3 separate regions of the Mus musculus genome follow, and regions 2 and 3 are each linked to region 1. Evidence: chromatin contacts called from public promoter capture Hi-C data. All regions are on one chromosome and are shown on one strand. Each heading gives the region's core, a stretch centred on a gene start, on an enhancer-like site or on the middle of the called end of the contact. The rest is flanking DNA. Distances are from core to core; before and after follow the strand shown. Region 1 holds the start of Supt3 (SPT3, SAGA and STAGA complex component). Region 2 overlaps Clic5 (chloride intracellular channel 5). Region 3 has its middle 5.0 kb from the start of Gm35204.

The links. Promoter capture Hi-C pulls out the DNA fragments that hold promoters and counts their contacts.
Region 2: a contact with region 1 is called in a promoter capture Hi-C map of embryonic stem cells, with 3 times the contacts expected there. The contact joins the enhancer-like site here to the promoter of Supt3 in region 1. A contact is called at or near these places in 8 of 39 promoter capture datasets (the C10 cell line, cranial neural crest, embryonic stem cells and 4 more), 1 of 484 Hi-C or Micro-C datasets (the 3T3-L1 cell line) and 12 of 115 datasets of contacts at active chromatin or transcription factors (T-cell acute lymphoblastic leukemia, astrocytes, embryonic stem cells and 6 more).
Region 3: a contact with region 1 is called in a promoter capture Hi-C map of pre-B cells, with 4 times the contacts expected there. The contact joins the enhancer-like site here to the promoter of Supt3 in region 1. A contact is called at or near these places in 7 of 39 promoter capture datasets (3T3-L1-derived adipocytes, cranial neural crest, embryonic stem cells and 3 more) and 5 of 115 datasets of contacts at active chromatin or transcription factors (astrocytes, embryonic forebrain, embryonic stem cells and 2 more).

Annotation. Positions count from the first base shown.
Region 1 is chr17:44,774,736-44,779,540 of GRCm38.p6, forward strand. Supt3 (SPT3, SAGA and STAGA complex component) reads left to right here and starts at 2,431. Exons shown (of 12, transcript NM_178652.3): 1 at 2,431-2,693. It also overlaps a transcript of Runx2 not described here.
Region 2 is chr17:44,244,029-44,248,833 of GRCm38.p6, forward strand. It overlaps Clic5 (chloride intracellular channel 5), which reads left to right. Exons shown (of 6, transcript NM_172621.2): 4 at 4,692-4,798. Among named protein-coding and RNA genes, the nearest start is that of Clic5, 58 kb to the left of the region's middle. Within about 2 kb of position 2,298, at least 6 of the 459 cell types and tissues checked have an H3K27ac peak or open chromatin away from gene starts, as enhancers often do.
Region 3 is chr17:45,290,665-45,295,469 of GRCm38.p6, forward strand. No RefSeq gene overlaps it. Among named protein-coding and RNA genes, the nearest start is that of Gm35204, 5.0 kb to the right of the region's middle. Within about 2 kb of position 2,472, at least 19 of the 459 cell types and tissues checked have an H3K27ac peak or open chromatin away from gene starts, as enhancers often do.

The DNA.
Region 1 (4,805 bases), core at 1,181-3,680:
TCTGCTGTCCTTTTTAGAATGAGGACTTCCTTTGTCATTGAAAATGGGCACATAGACAATGGCCAAGCTGCTGCTGCTCCTCCTCCTCCTCCTTTTCTTCTTTTGGTGGTGTGATGTCACTTGGCCTCCTGTTGTGTTTTCCCACCCACTTTGGAAATCATTTCTTTTTCTGAGAGCTAATGGTCTCCAAAGCTTTAACTTCACAAGAGCTTCGTTTTCAGCTTTGTTATTGAATAAAGGCAGGGCATGGCTGCTGCAAGGTATGGGTAAGGGGAAGGTTTTTATTGTAGGTATGAGGGAGAGTAGAGCCAGAGGCATCTGGAAGGGCCCAGAGCAGGGAGAGAAAGCAGTGGACTGAACCTGGCCAGCAGACTGGATCTAGCCATGAAAGGAGAGCTGGGGAGAGCAAGAGAGGAAGACTAAGAGAGTCTGTGCAATGAGACCTAGAGAGAGGCAAGAGAGAGGGGGCAAAGAGTGTGCGTAGCTGAAATAGTAGGGTTACTAAGACTCTGGGTGAGGGAAGCCCATGAGCTGGAAAGGTTTAGGGTAAAAGGCAAGATGAGCAGAGCTGAGAAGAGTCCCAGGTTCTTGTGGTCCTGAGGAAGCCTGGAGGCCAGCACATGCTTTAAGCTAATAGGAACCAGATAGCCATTTGTCCCAAGTTTTTTTTGGACCTGACCATTATAATTTGTTTTTGAGTCAAATCTGGTCTTTATCTGGAGGTGAAATGCCTGTGCGATGATATTAGTTGAGCAGAATTTTAATTAAAATGATCTGCATGGAATTTTTTTCTTTGGATAATCTGTCTTCTGTTTTTACAGCAGTTTGTTTGTTTGTTTGTTTATTTATTTTTATTATAAGACAGCTCAGTCTTAAAAATCAAGGCTGACCTTGACTTCTCCAATGCTGGGATTACACGCCCAGCCCAATCTCCTATTTCTTGGCAATGTACTAAAAAAGTCTTTTCACCTTTTGTATATAATCTAGTCTTAATTTTTAAGGAAATAATGACAATTTTTGGCTACTTTCCCATATAGCTCGCACTCAGCTTTGGGCAGAGTGAGCCTGGATCTTACACTTCATGTTGACCCTCCACATCCTAAATCTACTCTTGGAAGTGTATTTGGCAAATATTGAAGTGTCTGGCAGTTACAGAGGACTAAGCACAAGACAATTGCAATCCAGAGAGGAGATGATCAGATGAATGGCTGTTTTAAAGACACTCAGCAAATAGGATTATTTCAGAACTCATACATTCATAGGCAAGACATTAATGAAGTAAGTAGTGCTTGAAAAGACCTGGTAAAGGTGAATGTGATGGTTTGTATATGCTCGGCGCAGGGAATGGCACTATTAGAAGGTATGGCCCTGTTGGAGTAGGTGTGTCATTGTAGGTGTGGGCTTTAAGACCCTCATCCTTGCTGCATGGAAGCCAGTTTTCTACTACCATCCTTCAGATGAAGATGTATAACTCTCAGCTCCTCCTGCACCATTCCTGCCTGGATGCTGCCATGCTCCTGTCTTGATAATGGACTGAACCTCCGAACCTGTAAGCTAGCCACAATTAAATGTTCTTTTAAGAGTTGCTTTGGTCATGGTATCTATTCACAGCAGTAAAACCCTAGCGAAAAAAGTGACTAATATAAATAATAATAGTAAAAATAATATAATAAAAATAATATTTGAAATGGTAGGATAGTGGATATTTTCTTTTCTAAACAGCCGAGTGAAAACATCACACACAATTGTCTCCAGTTCATTAAGGTACTACACCTGCAACCATCAAACACGGGAAGACAGGTCATACATACAATTCAATATAAGTGGTGCAAGGAAAAATCACCACTGCTTGTTTATAAAGCTTCCCCAATAGTGAAAGTTATTAACTAAAGCATGCTTTTTAAAGTAATGGAACTTTGTAGAAAGGAACGGGGGTGGGGTGGGGTAACTTTGCAGATGAGTTTTCACAGGCTTTCGATTTTGCGCAAGGGCCGGTAGGGGTGGGTAGGTGGGTGTTCCCAGGTCCTAGAACGGACTGAGTCCTCACACAGTGCTTCTCTGAGGAGAGAGTCTTTCCTAACTCTGCGCCCCTTTGTCATTGGAAACAATTCTGGTCACCTGACCAACCCCTGAAGAGAAGCTTGCATAGACCTTCTCCCAGTGCAGATCACCGACTCTCAATAATCCTAGCTCCTCGGGCTCACTCCTACGGTCTGCAGAGTCACCACAGGCCAAATCCAGCTCCTCTGCCAGATCGCTCACTCGACTCATCACAACTCCCGCTCTGAGGCTCCGCCGCGTGGCTGCGGGCCGCTCCGTACGCCGAGGCGGGAGCGCGAAGCCCCGCCCCCGGAGTGTGGCGGAAGTAGAAGAAGCAGGCCCGCGACCGCGCGCGCTGGCCAGCCGGGTGCGCATGCGCTCTCGCCGCACGGCTTGGCCCGTCCCTCTAGTCACCCCAGGCTCCGCTACCCCCGCCCCGCCCCTCATAGTGGCGCTCTCGCCATCTTACCCCCACCCCCTCCAGCCTAGCTCAGTCACCTTTTCCCTTTCTACAATCTCTGGTTCCCCCCACTCCCCGCCCCCCTGCCCGTCGTGTCCCGGGGCCGCCGCCGCCGCAGACACCGCGCCATCTCTGTCCCCTCTCATTCTCCACGCGGGACGCGCAGCCGTGCCTCCACGTGTCTTAAGCAGAGGTTGTGGGGGCGCGTGGGGGCGGCGGGGAGTGGGGCGAGGTCATGGGAACTTGAGGGACGTCGTGGCAGCCAAATGCCTGGCCCGGGGCTGCGGGCCCAGCCGGATGCAGGCCGCCGAGCGTGGGGTGCCCCGTGGCTCCTCCCCGTTGTCGGTGGGCGTGAGGCAGGGGAGCCCTCGGGGCCGGGCGGAGAGGCACCGTTTAGGCTTGTCACCCAAATGGGTGGGAAGTCCTCCAAGAAGGCAAGCTAGGAAGCTAGGAAGTGGTAGTGGAAGGAAGTGCAGTGTGCATGCAGGCTGAGGGACAGAGGACACAGAGATGTTGCTGTCAGAGCTCGCCTCTGGGACCCCTGGGGAAATAAATCATTTAGCCGGTGGTGTCGGGGGGTATAGATGGGGATCATCGCAGCCTAGCTCAAAACTCAGGTTTATGGGAGAAGATCTGTGTGCTAAAAGCTTGTATCACGCCAGCTGTGATTAATTACGTTTGAGCTCCAAGGAAATTGTCTGTCATCTTGCCTTCTATATTGGAAGTCAGGCTAGTTGATGTGACAAGTGATAAGAGTTATAGGGATAGTGGAATATATTTGACGGTCAGACAGGATCCCAGTAGCAGTGTTGTTACTGAACACCCGGATTAAAATTAGCTTTATGTCCTTGGAATTAGTAGACTCAGGAAGAAACCAGTACATATTTATCTGGGATAAAACCTGAGTTCTCAGTATTTTTGAGTTAGTTCACTGTTAAAAGATTTACTTAAAGAAAGAAACAACTGGTAGAATTTCTGCGTGTTCCAGCGAGGCGGAATATGACTACTAAGATAATGTTTTGCACAACCAGACCTTACTTTAACCATACTATTGCAAGCTTCCCACCCTTTTCCGGCTGCACTGCCCAAGGGGACTTTATGCCAAGCTGGAAATGCTATACTCTATGGGCTACCAATATGGTAACCACCGGGTGCAGGTGGCTCTGATGAGCTTGATTTTTTAATTGGTTAGCAAATTAATTACAATGTAAGTAAGTAGACACACAGGCATGGTGCTTATTGCATGGGATCCCACAGGTCTGAAAAAGTTGAGAGATTGAGAGCCAGTTGCAGTTTTTTATTTGGTTGAGTTTTAAGTCAGGCCAGCTTTTGAACTATTTATGCTTTTAAAAGGACTCGTAATTAGAATCTCTATAATGCCTTTCATTCAAATTGTAGATCTGCTAGTATTTATTTACAGCTTGGCAAACTAAAGCAAAATGCTCTGAACTCTGGTTCTAAAGCTAATGGCAGATTTAGTTGGAAAGACAACAGTGCTAACTAGAGTTTTCTTTAATTATCTATAGCTTCCATTGTCTTTTACCATTTGATTAGTTCTTAGAGAATAGTTTAAACTTTTTATTGTTGTGGTTCCCCCCCCCCCCTATTTAAGAGGTGGCAATTCCACCTTAAGTTTTTGTGTTATAAAGCAGTTTAATAAATTATAATAGTAACCTTTGAGCAATTTTTGAAATCATTTTAGTATTCACAGTCAAACTTCTGAAGAGAAAAGTGAAATTTGGTGATAAATGTGTCATGAGACCACTTTCTTTGAAATATACCCAACTATATTTTATCTGAGGTTTTGTAAATCTTGAAAATAAAACTTTCCCCTCCTTGCCTGTCTCTCCCTCTCCTTCCTTCTCCCCTTTTTTGTGCTGGGGGTTGAACCCAGGCCCTCCCACATACTAAGTGGATGCTCTACTAACTAAGCTATGCAGTCAGGCCTTGAAAATAAAACATATGGGGGAAAAGAAGCCAAAACAAAACTATCATGGTGGATTGTATCCAGAGTTCCCGCCTGATATTTGTAAAATGTTGGCCTTGGCCTCAAGGCTGAAGAAAACCATTGGTTCTGGAATGGCAGCTTAAAGCTTATGAGTTGCATCATATGCAGAGAATAGTTCATGACATGCAAATGACACTGAGCTGGACATAAGTAGTCTGGCTATCTTAATTTTTCTGGGATAGTCATGTCCCTCCATACTTACTACTAGAGCTCCTTTCATACAATCAAACGTGTACCAGGTTGGACAGTGCTAACCTGGCCACACTTTTTAGGCTTGTCAATTCTTAACATAATCTT
Region 2 (4,805 bases), core at 1,048-3,547, 530 kb before region 1:
GATAGATGGGATATACTGTTCGCTCTGCCAGGGGACACAAGTGTCATCTTGACCTTTCCCATCTCTGCTCTTGCTTCAAACTCCTCCGTGAAAGAACACCCTCTGCCCCAGACGGTTTCCAGTCCTAGTCCTTGATACTCAGGTTAGCCAAGCCCCTTAGCTCTTGTCATCTTGGTCTGTGTCCCCAGTGAGACGAGAGGGACATAAAGACCCTGGGATTATAGACTTCACGGTTTGTGGATAGCCTTCTTGAATAAGGTCATTATCAGATCCATTGTCTTTTTAATCAGCTTGTAAGCTCCCATGGTTCAAGCAGGGGCTGGAAGTGCTGGGCAGGGCCGCTCTAGATGTCCCACCCTGCTCCATTATTCTGCCATTGATTCTGAACACACTGCTTCCAGCCTAGGTCTCTTCTGGATTTCAGTTAGGTGTAGGAGGTGTGATGGAGGCCCTTCCTGCCAGGCTGGTGAACTAATCATTTAGATCCTCAAGCTCATTAAACGAAAGACTTCAGAGGTCTTCTGAAGTAAGGTGCTGATCAACTGCTCAGGATGCTGTTCACAGAAAGTGCTCTCAGATGCCTCTGTGCCCATCAGGTGGGGGCAGGTGCTCCAGATATTGGCCAGTAACTAGCACCGAGCCAGTGCCTCAGCTCCAGCCTCAGAGTCCTGACAGTCTGCTCCCAAGCCACAGGCTTAGCCAATCCCCCCATTAACTCAGGCTGAAAGGTGGGGTGGCCCGCATCCAGAGGCTCACAGAGAGAGCAGTGTTGCTTGGCCTTATGCTTCTCCAGGGGGCAGCAGAACTCCCCGTTTCCCGATGCTGTGAGAAGGCCGTGTGTTTCTTATCGTGCCGCTGTTTGTAAAAATTTCCAGAGAGCCAAGATTTTTCTCTCTCAGCTTTGTTTTTTTTAAAGGAGAAGAAATCACACACAAATATTCCAACACTTAAAAAAAATTATGTTTGGTTCCAGAGAGTATTTGGTGTCAAGATGAGGAGTCCAGGGAATCGCAAGTAGTTTCTAAATGAGACTAACGACCCTGCTTTCTGTGGCCTGGTCCACTTAGTGCTGGGGAGAGGGTCGAGAAGCTCATACAGAGTTATATATTGAGACATGCCTGGCCCATAACCAGAACCATCTCCATCCCATAACCAAAGTTGCTAGGATTCAGAACAGAGAAGCTTGACCACCTCAAAACCAACTGTATATCCTGGGTGACTTTAGACAAGGCTCCCTCCCTTCTTATTTGATCTTCTTGAAAGTGAAGGAAAGGCCATCAACCAGTGTTCTCCAAGATCTCTTTCAGCCCCAAATCTGGGACTGCATGAGTTTCAGAGGACTTTGCATAAAGCTGACTATTATAAAATAATCTGAGTGCATAGAAGTTAGGATAAGAATTCAGAGGTGAGGGGCCGGTGAGGTTGCTCAGCACTTAATGTTTGCCATGCAAGCATTAAGACCAGGGTTTAGAAATTCCCTTAACTGCCTAGTGGGCATGGTGACCCCCCTGTAATTTTATCATTGAAAGGCAGAAGTAGGGGATCCCCCAGAGCAAGCTGGACAGCTTGACTAGCCACACTGGGGAGCTCTGGGTTTGACTGGGAGACACGGGCTCAGCAAATGGGAGGGAGGTGCAGTCTGATGGAGAATGATTCCAAACATCGACCTCGGAGCTCCCATACGCACACACACATATGCACAGACACCTCCACACATGCCACATGCAAAGCCATGCATACACATAAGCATGCCACATGCACACACAAATAACTGAAGGAAGAAAAAAAAAATAGAATCCTGGACGCTAATCAAAAATGGGCTGGTTACACGGTGTGCCGTGGCACCAGTCAGGTGGTAGCCATAATCTGAGGCTCACAATCAAGGCACTGAGAATACACGGTTTTATATTTAAAGGTGTATACAGATCTCTTACAGCAGTAGAGTAGAATTATGTTCTCCCGCCGCTCTGACAGGTGGAAGCAGTTTCAGAAGCCTCCACGCGATGGTTGAGCTTGGGTTCTGGAGTCCATGCCTCGGCTTCAGGTCTCTGCTGCCAGCTGGTGCTCTCTTGTCGAAACATGTGGTGCTGTGGCCTGACGTGACAAGGGCATGTGTCACTTAAGCAGAGTCTCAGTGGATACTGTGGGGCTCCTCCACCTTGTAGCTGTGCATACGGCACCTCCAACATGTCTTAAGCAGAAAGAAAAAACCAACAACAAAAAGAAGCACACACAGTGCTTTCAAAGACCAGAGCCCAAAGGAGTTACATCACACATACACATGCACACCCCATTCCGTTGGCTAGAACCTAGTCACTAGACTGCAGAGTGGCTGGCTGGGAAATATGCAGAAGCCCATGGACATTATTTAGTTTGTGTGCACAGTGACGAAATAGGCAAACTTAAAACAAAGCAATCAGAAAGATACTTTTCCAATCTTGATTCCCAAGAGCTGTGTGATACTCTGTGAGGCAACGTGCACACACGTCAATTCAGCCCAGGTCGGCATGGCAACGGGCCAGGGAGACGATTCCACCCAGATGGAGTGTGGTAAACCAGTGAGATGATTGGGATTATTTATAGGGGCATGGGCAACTCAAAGGTCAATCCCAGCATGGTTACTACTTATGAAATCACTCCTGGGTGTCCAGAGCGTCCTGGGACTCCTGCTCAACTTGAAGCCAGTTCCATCGAGGAGCTTGCCCTTCCCTGAGGGAGGAGCTTTATAGCTGTGTAACCTCCGAAGCTTCTGGAATCTTAGGAGGTTGCCTCTCTGCTCCAAGAAGGAGAGGCACGCCCACAAGTGTCAGTCCCTAAGCTCAGAGCATTAGAGCCCACTTAAAAGCCAGGCAGACGTGGCTGCTGTCTGTGATGCCAGGACTTACGAAGCAGAGACAGGAACTTCCCAGATCAAGACTGCTCTTATTCACCCATGAGACAGAGTTACCTATGAAGCTCAGGACTGTGTCCAGAACACAGTGGCCACTCGGTGAAAGGTAGTTTTCCCATCATGAGAGCATCAAGTAGGAAGGATACTCACTGCTTCAGAGGCTCCAAGTCAGTTTCTTATTGGTTCCACACTAAGGTCCTTAAGTGATTGTTTGCCTTGGGTCTCCAACAGCCTTTGCTACAAAATGGGATCAGTAGCTCCCTTTGTACCTGCCTAGTGGCTGTGGCGAAGAGCTGGGACCAATATATTCCTGAGGGCTTTTCCAAAGGCCGCGTCTCTGACATTAAACCTGTCATGGCAAAATCAGTCAATCAATCAATCAATCAATCAATCAGCAATCAATCAAACACAAAATTAAACAAATAGTCTGCCGTGGCTCCAAGAGTGGGGCAGTCCTAGCTAATGAGATCATTGAAGGAGAAAGGAATGAAAGAATAATGACAAATGACTTGTGTGTACAAGTGCAGGTGTGTGCACATGTGCACAAGTGTGTATGGAGAACAGAGTGGCATTCCTCAGCTGTCACCTCCTCTCTTATCTTCCAAGAATCAAAGTCTCCCCAGCCTAAAATTCATGAGTTAGTCTACCCCTGCTGGCCACTGGACCCCAGAAATCCCCCTGCCTCACTGCTCCAGCCCCAGGATTACAAGCTTGTTACCATCCTCTCCTGACAGAGATTCTGGGAGTCAGACTCAGGCCTTTTCTCACCATCCTTACTGGCTGCCCTAGCTCCCAAACCCCACAGCACGTGATTTTTAAAGACTCCATTGTGGTTAAAAACATAAAATCTGAAGAAAAGAATTTTGATTAATAGACAAAACAACCTAGACGCATACAGTGAAACCAACCCCTCCAGATCACAAAGCCCTACACTTATTGTTAATAATGATAAATTGACCATCTGCCTGGCCATGTACAGAATGATCTTGTGAAATGAGTTTTTAATGAATATTAAGAATTCTTTTATTAAATGAATAATTAGCATTACCCATGGGATGACGGTATTGGGGAAACCCAAGGGTTTCCACACATGTGAGCTTACTCCTCACTCAGCTTCAACACCAAGGATCCTAACCCTGGCCAACCTCTTGCATGGTTTTTCTTTCTTTTTTCTTTTTTCACTTCAAAATGAGAAACAGTGCAAGGGATAGAGTAGGATCATTGTAAATCTCCCTCCATGCTTGGAAATCCAAGTGATAAAAAACACATGACTTGCGAGTGGAGCCGGGTTAAGTTACTCTTACCCTGCACGTATAATAAGCACCAGAGAGACATTTTAGAAGCACGCAGGGGACACTTTTCCTTTGAGATATGATTTAGGACCTTGGTGCTGTGGACCCAGGCACCCACCAGCTCTGGGCAGCTAGGATTGTGGTAGTGAATAGACAGGCGTTTTCATAAGTTCAGGGGACATATCAGAAACCCCACCTGACTCAGAGGCCAGCCCTGTGTTGCCGTGTCTCCTGGGCCATTTCAGGAAGAGGGCTATGGGTGCCACCCTGGTTCCTTGCCTAACAGGCCAAATCACCCTGGTTAAGTCTCTCAGCACCTTACTGGCCTCTGATTTCCTTGATAATGGTTGAGGGTTGTGTGCCCACCCTCCCCGTGGAATGATGGTTAAATCCCAAAAGATGGTAGCTCCGGCCAGAAAAGGGAACACCGCTCCCTGTGATGCAGACAAGATCGCTACTGAAGAGTCCTGTCCTTCTAGCATCACTGAACTCGATGGCTTCCCTTCCAGGTACCCCAAACTGGCTGCAAAACACCGGGAATCTAACACCGCGGGCATCGACATCTTCTCCAAGTTCTCAGCCTACATCAAAAACACCAAACAACAGAACAATGCTGGTGAGTG
Region 3 (4,805 bases), core at 1,222-3,721, 520 kb after region 1:
GGACTTAATAAGGAACAGAGCAAGCCTGTGATCTTAAATGGCTGATCAAACTAAGACACTGATCTCTCAACCTTTACAAACCCAACACCCATGGGAGCTTTGGGTGCAATTCCAAGGGTCACCCTTTATACCGTATACCTTGGGGTGACTCCAGAGGGTACCACCTCCATAGCATGTACACTTTTGATGGCTCACATTGGTACCATGTGGGTGGCCTGCTAAGAACGCTCACTTTAGCCCACCAGAACCTGAGTGAAGGAGGGGAAAGGGCTGTTGCCTCACTCCTTGGAAACCCTTGACTGCAGCCCCGCTTACCCTAACTCATTCCCCCAAACAGGAGCTGTTATCTGGTCCTACCAGCCCGCGAGATTGCCAGTAGAGGGTCAAGGGCATTATTCGTTTCTCAAGCCAGTCTCGATGCTCCTGAGATTGAAAGAGAAACAAAGCCAGCCATGGTGCTGCCCACCTGTAATCTCAGTACTCAGAGGGCTGAGGCAGGAGAAGCCTCAAGTTCAAGGCCAGCCCCAGCTATGTAGAAAGGCCCTCTCAGAGCAAACTAAAACAAACAACAGAAAAAGAGGAACTCCCGCACATTAGACCAGGCCACCAGGTGCAAGCCATAACTGTCCCCAATTAAGCAGGACATATGTTTCCCCAATCTATGTTCCTCCTGGTTTCCCCCTCTGGACCTAGCCCAGAGTGCTGTCCATAAGACACGTTGGAAAGAAAAGAAAAGAAAAAAACCAGAATATTTTCGTGCTTGCTGGAAATAGTTCCCTTTTATCCACTGGGTCATTCAGAAACCTCCATTGTTTGAGAGTAGCCTACTTTTTAAGAGTCAAAGAAAGCCAGGGCTTCCTTGGTCTCCCTTTTAGACCTGGGTCACTGGTTTCCTTTATCAATCAGGAGCATGAGAAAATGGTGAGTCTTCCATCTTGGAGTGTATCTAACACATTGCCAGGCCTCGTTTCCAGTGCTGGGATTGAGGAAAATGGTGGCAGGAAGTCCTTGTGCTATAGAACACAGTACAGGTACAAGGGAAAAAATTAAAAAAAAAAAAAAAAAAAAAGGTCAGGCGGCTACGTGGGAGGTTGTTTCCCTAATCACTATTCACTCTTTAAATCCACACTCAGCTGCCAAGTCAGTGGAAGTGGGCCTTACTGATTCCCAGTTTCTCCAAGAACCTGTTGCTTCATCCCCTGAGCCATCTCCATAAGACACGTTGGAAAGAAAAGAAAAAGCCATCTCCAAGAGTCAGAGCTGTAGATATTTCCCTCCAGTGTCTCCACATAAAAGGTATCTAGTGCTACATGTCCCGTCCCGTATACCTAGCCCCCACCACAGTAAAAGCCTGCCTGGCTTCCATGCCCTCCTGAAGCTCATTTTCTAACAGGAAACAGAAAATAATCATGAGGTAAAAATATATTGTATGCTAAGTGAATGCACATTAAATGAAAATAGAGCAGGAAAGCCAGACATTATAAGTGGCGGCTGGTGACAGTGTGAAAGATGGCGGTCAGGGTGGCTCTCATTGAGATGTGATTTGAACAAGGGAACAATTTATTATGAACTTTTCCATGACCTTGTCAAAGCAGGTTTCTCCAGATTTCAGAGGAGCAATGGGGAGATGCCGGAGGACCAGGCAGCTCCCCACAGTCTCAGACAAGCACAGATCAGCACAGGGGCACCACCTGCCCACCAGGTCCCGCCTCACTGAAACAAGAAGAGACTGTGGAAGCTTGTTCTATGCCTTACACATCAATAATGAGCTGTGTAAAGCAGGTTGTCCCTGTCTGGCCAGCTGTTTCTTTTGACAGGAACCTCCTTGATCTTAACACATTTCCTCCATGGATATTTCTATCCCAAGCCAAAGGATAGCTGGTCATGTTGGAGCTCTTAAAATTACATCCTGTGTAAGTGGGCACTTTCTCTGCTGACCCACAAAGCAGAGGACAGAGGCCAAACCCATCACCAGCTGAAAAGTGGTACCCATGGGGCCGTGAATCGTGTTCTCTGGTTTTGTTTGTGACTTGAACACAGCCCAACAGCTTGAAGACAGACCTACTGTCAGCCCTGGGGCTGGAGTCTGTGGGACAGTTCCCACCAGCCAGCCCATCAGAAATGACAGACAGTAGCCCAATACAAAGGGACTGTCAGTGACGCAAAGGGTGTCTTTTGGGGGTCAAAGCACATGCCTGCTTAGAGGCACCATGTTCCTTGGAAAGCCTAAAAGGAAGGGAGACAAAGAAAACTCAACGTGAAGAGCTCGGTATCTGCTGGACGCTGACAAGCAAGGACAGATTCTCCTGTCCCCTGCATCTTGCCATCCTCACAGCTGTTTTCATTTTTGCCAGATGTGCTGGAATGCAAACGCTGATTAGAACCTGAGCCTGAGTTTGAGGCTTCAAACAGGACTTGCCCTCTCTAATTAGGGGACTGCAGCTCAGCAGCTGCTCAGCAAGTACCATGTGGTCACCACTTGCCTGGCTGCAAATACATCCAAGGACTCCACCTCCCTGCCTCGAGTAGACACTGCCAAGACTAGGCATTGCCTCCTACACCAGCGTCCCAAAGTCCTGCCTCCCAGGACCGTTGACCATCACCCTGCACCCTGGCACTAGAACACCTCAGCTCATCTGGGAGCTGATTCCCCTAAATTCAAGGACCTTCCTGAACCTTGTTGCATCTCTCCAACCTTTCCAGGAAGAAAGGCTATGTGCATGTGCGTGTGTACGCATGCGCGTGTGTTTGTGCGTGCATGTGTGTGCGTGTGTGTGTGTGTGTATGTAGGTATATACATATGCATATGGATGTCCTACACATATATGTATGTGTGTATGTATATATGTATACACGTATATCATATATGCATATATATGTGTGTGTGTGTGTGTGTGTGTGTGTATGTATGTATGTATATCATGTATGTTCACCATCACACTTAATTTCCACAGAGAAAAAGGTCGTTCTCTTCCCTTGGCACAGGGCTAAGATACAGAGGTCAGAGTTATGACCAAAATGTTCCACAGTAGTGACAGAGGTTCTCTTGGGCCTTGAGCAAGTGAAGCAATACGTGCAGGAAGAAACCCATGAGAGAAACCAGAAGGCCCCAGAGAATTACAGAAACCTTCACAGTGTCTTGGAATCTGCAGACTAGCTGGGCTTTCCTGCCCAGCCAAGGTCCTGTGTACTGCATCCAGGTAGCCATCTTGGGCTACATTAAGTAAAGAGCTACAGTGATCTGCATGGGGTCACCAAGTATTGGAACTAGTCACCCCAACCGCCATGGGGCTGGCCTCAGGCTGTTTCCTCTGAGTTGGGTAGCTAAGGTCCCTCATGAAGATGGAGGCATTTTGGGACCTTGTTCCTCCTCGACAGGCCTGTAAGATGTTCCCACTCCTGATTCTCCCACAGTGTCCCATCTTGGCCTGGGTTCTAATCCCCTTTTCAGTACATTTCATCCCTAACCTTGAATTTTCTAAGGTCTTTTTTCCATATTATAATAGTAATCATATTTTGATTTAAAAACAACAACAACAACATCAGGACACTGGCAACCTCTAGAGATGCAAGGGGAACTTGGAACAGCATCTCAGATGGTGGTGCAAACAAGGAACGTGTGTGCTTTGGCATTTCTCAATGCATGCCATTTATCTCAGTAAAATGTGATTTTGAAGCTGAGGACATTGCCCTCCACTGAGTTGGCTAAAGACTGCAGTGAGTGGAGATCCTGCAGGAAGAGAAATCTGCCTTCCGCTGTGCCCCCCCACGCCCACCACCGCTGTGCCCTCCTGTGGCTGGTGCACCTGCTCCCACGGCTCGGGACCAGGCTCCTATCTGGAGGTCCCACTTTCTTCTCCTCCCTGGCCACTCCTCGAAGTTTCTCTTCCCCTGCCTGCCCTCAGATCTCCCCACAGCCCACAGCCCTTCATACGGGCCTCTTCTATTCTATCTTTGACCAAAGTTGCTGACTTTCGGTTCTTGGTATTCAGATGTAGTTCTCTCTCTCTCTCTCTCTCTCTCTCCCTCTCTCTCTCTCTCTGCCTCCAAAACCCCTTTCTGGGTGTTGGTGACAGTCCATCTTAAGGCCACATGAGGTTGATATGACTGAACCTTGGCTCAGAAGGAGATGGGGGCGTTGGAGGGACCAGGACTTGAACCGATGGAGTGGCAGGGGAACAGTCAAGGTCACAGAATTGTGCGATGGGGGAGTGTTTGAAATAAGTGAAATTCCAATAAAAAGCCAGTGTGTGTGTGTGTGTGTGTGTGTGTGTGTGTGTGTGTGTGTGTACTGTTATCTGATTGTAAATTCCACATTGAAAAATCCAGACAACTCCAGAAAAGGGAGAAATGAGGGTCCCATCGTCCTGCCCCACCTGACACCCACAGCTGCTTGTTGTTCTGAGGCTGTAGACTGGGATATAAATAGATTAGCAGATGGCACACGGTGGGGGGGGGGGGGCACAGAAGTGGTCCGCAGGATGTAAGTAAGCGGTTTTTCAAGTCATGGATTTAAAAGCCAGGGTTATTCAACCTTTAGGGATGCTGAGACAGGAGGATGAGGAGTTCAGGGTTATCCTCAGCTACTTAGTAAGTTCAAGGCTATCCTGTGGTACATGAGACCCTGGCTCAAAACAGGAAAATTATTTGTATTGCTTTAAATATCTTTAGGACATGTTAATTGTACAAAGTGAGTGTTTTCGATGTGGCATGTCCACTCACGCACTATAGTCTGCTTTTACCCCCTGACCCCTCGCCACTGGCTTTTCCTTCCTCTCTCCTCGGCCCTAGTCAGTTCGTCTTTG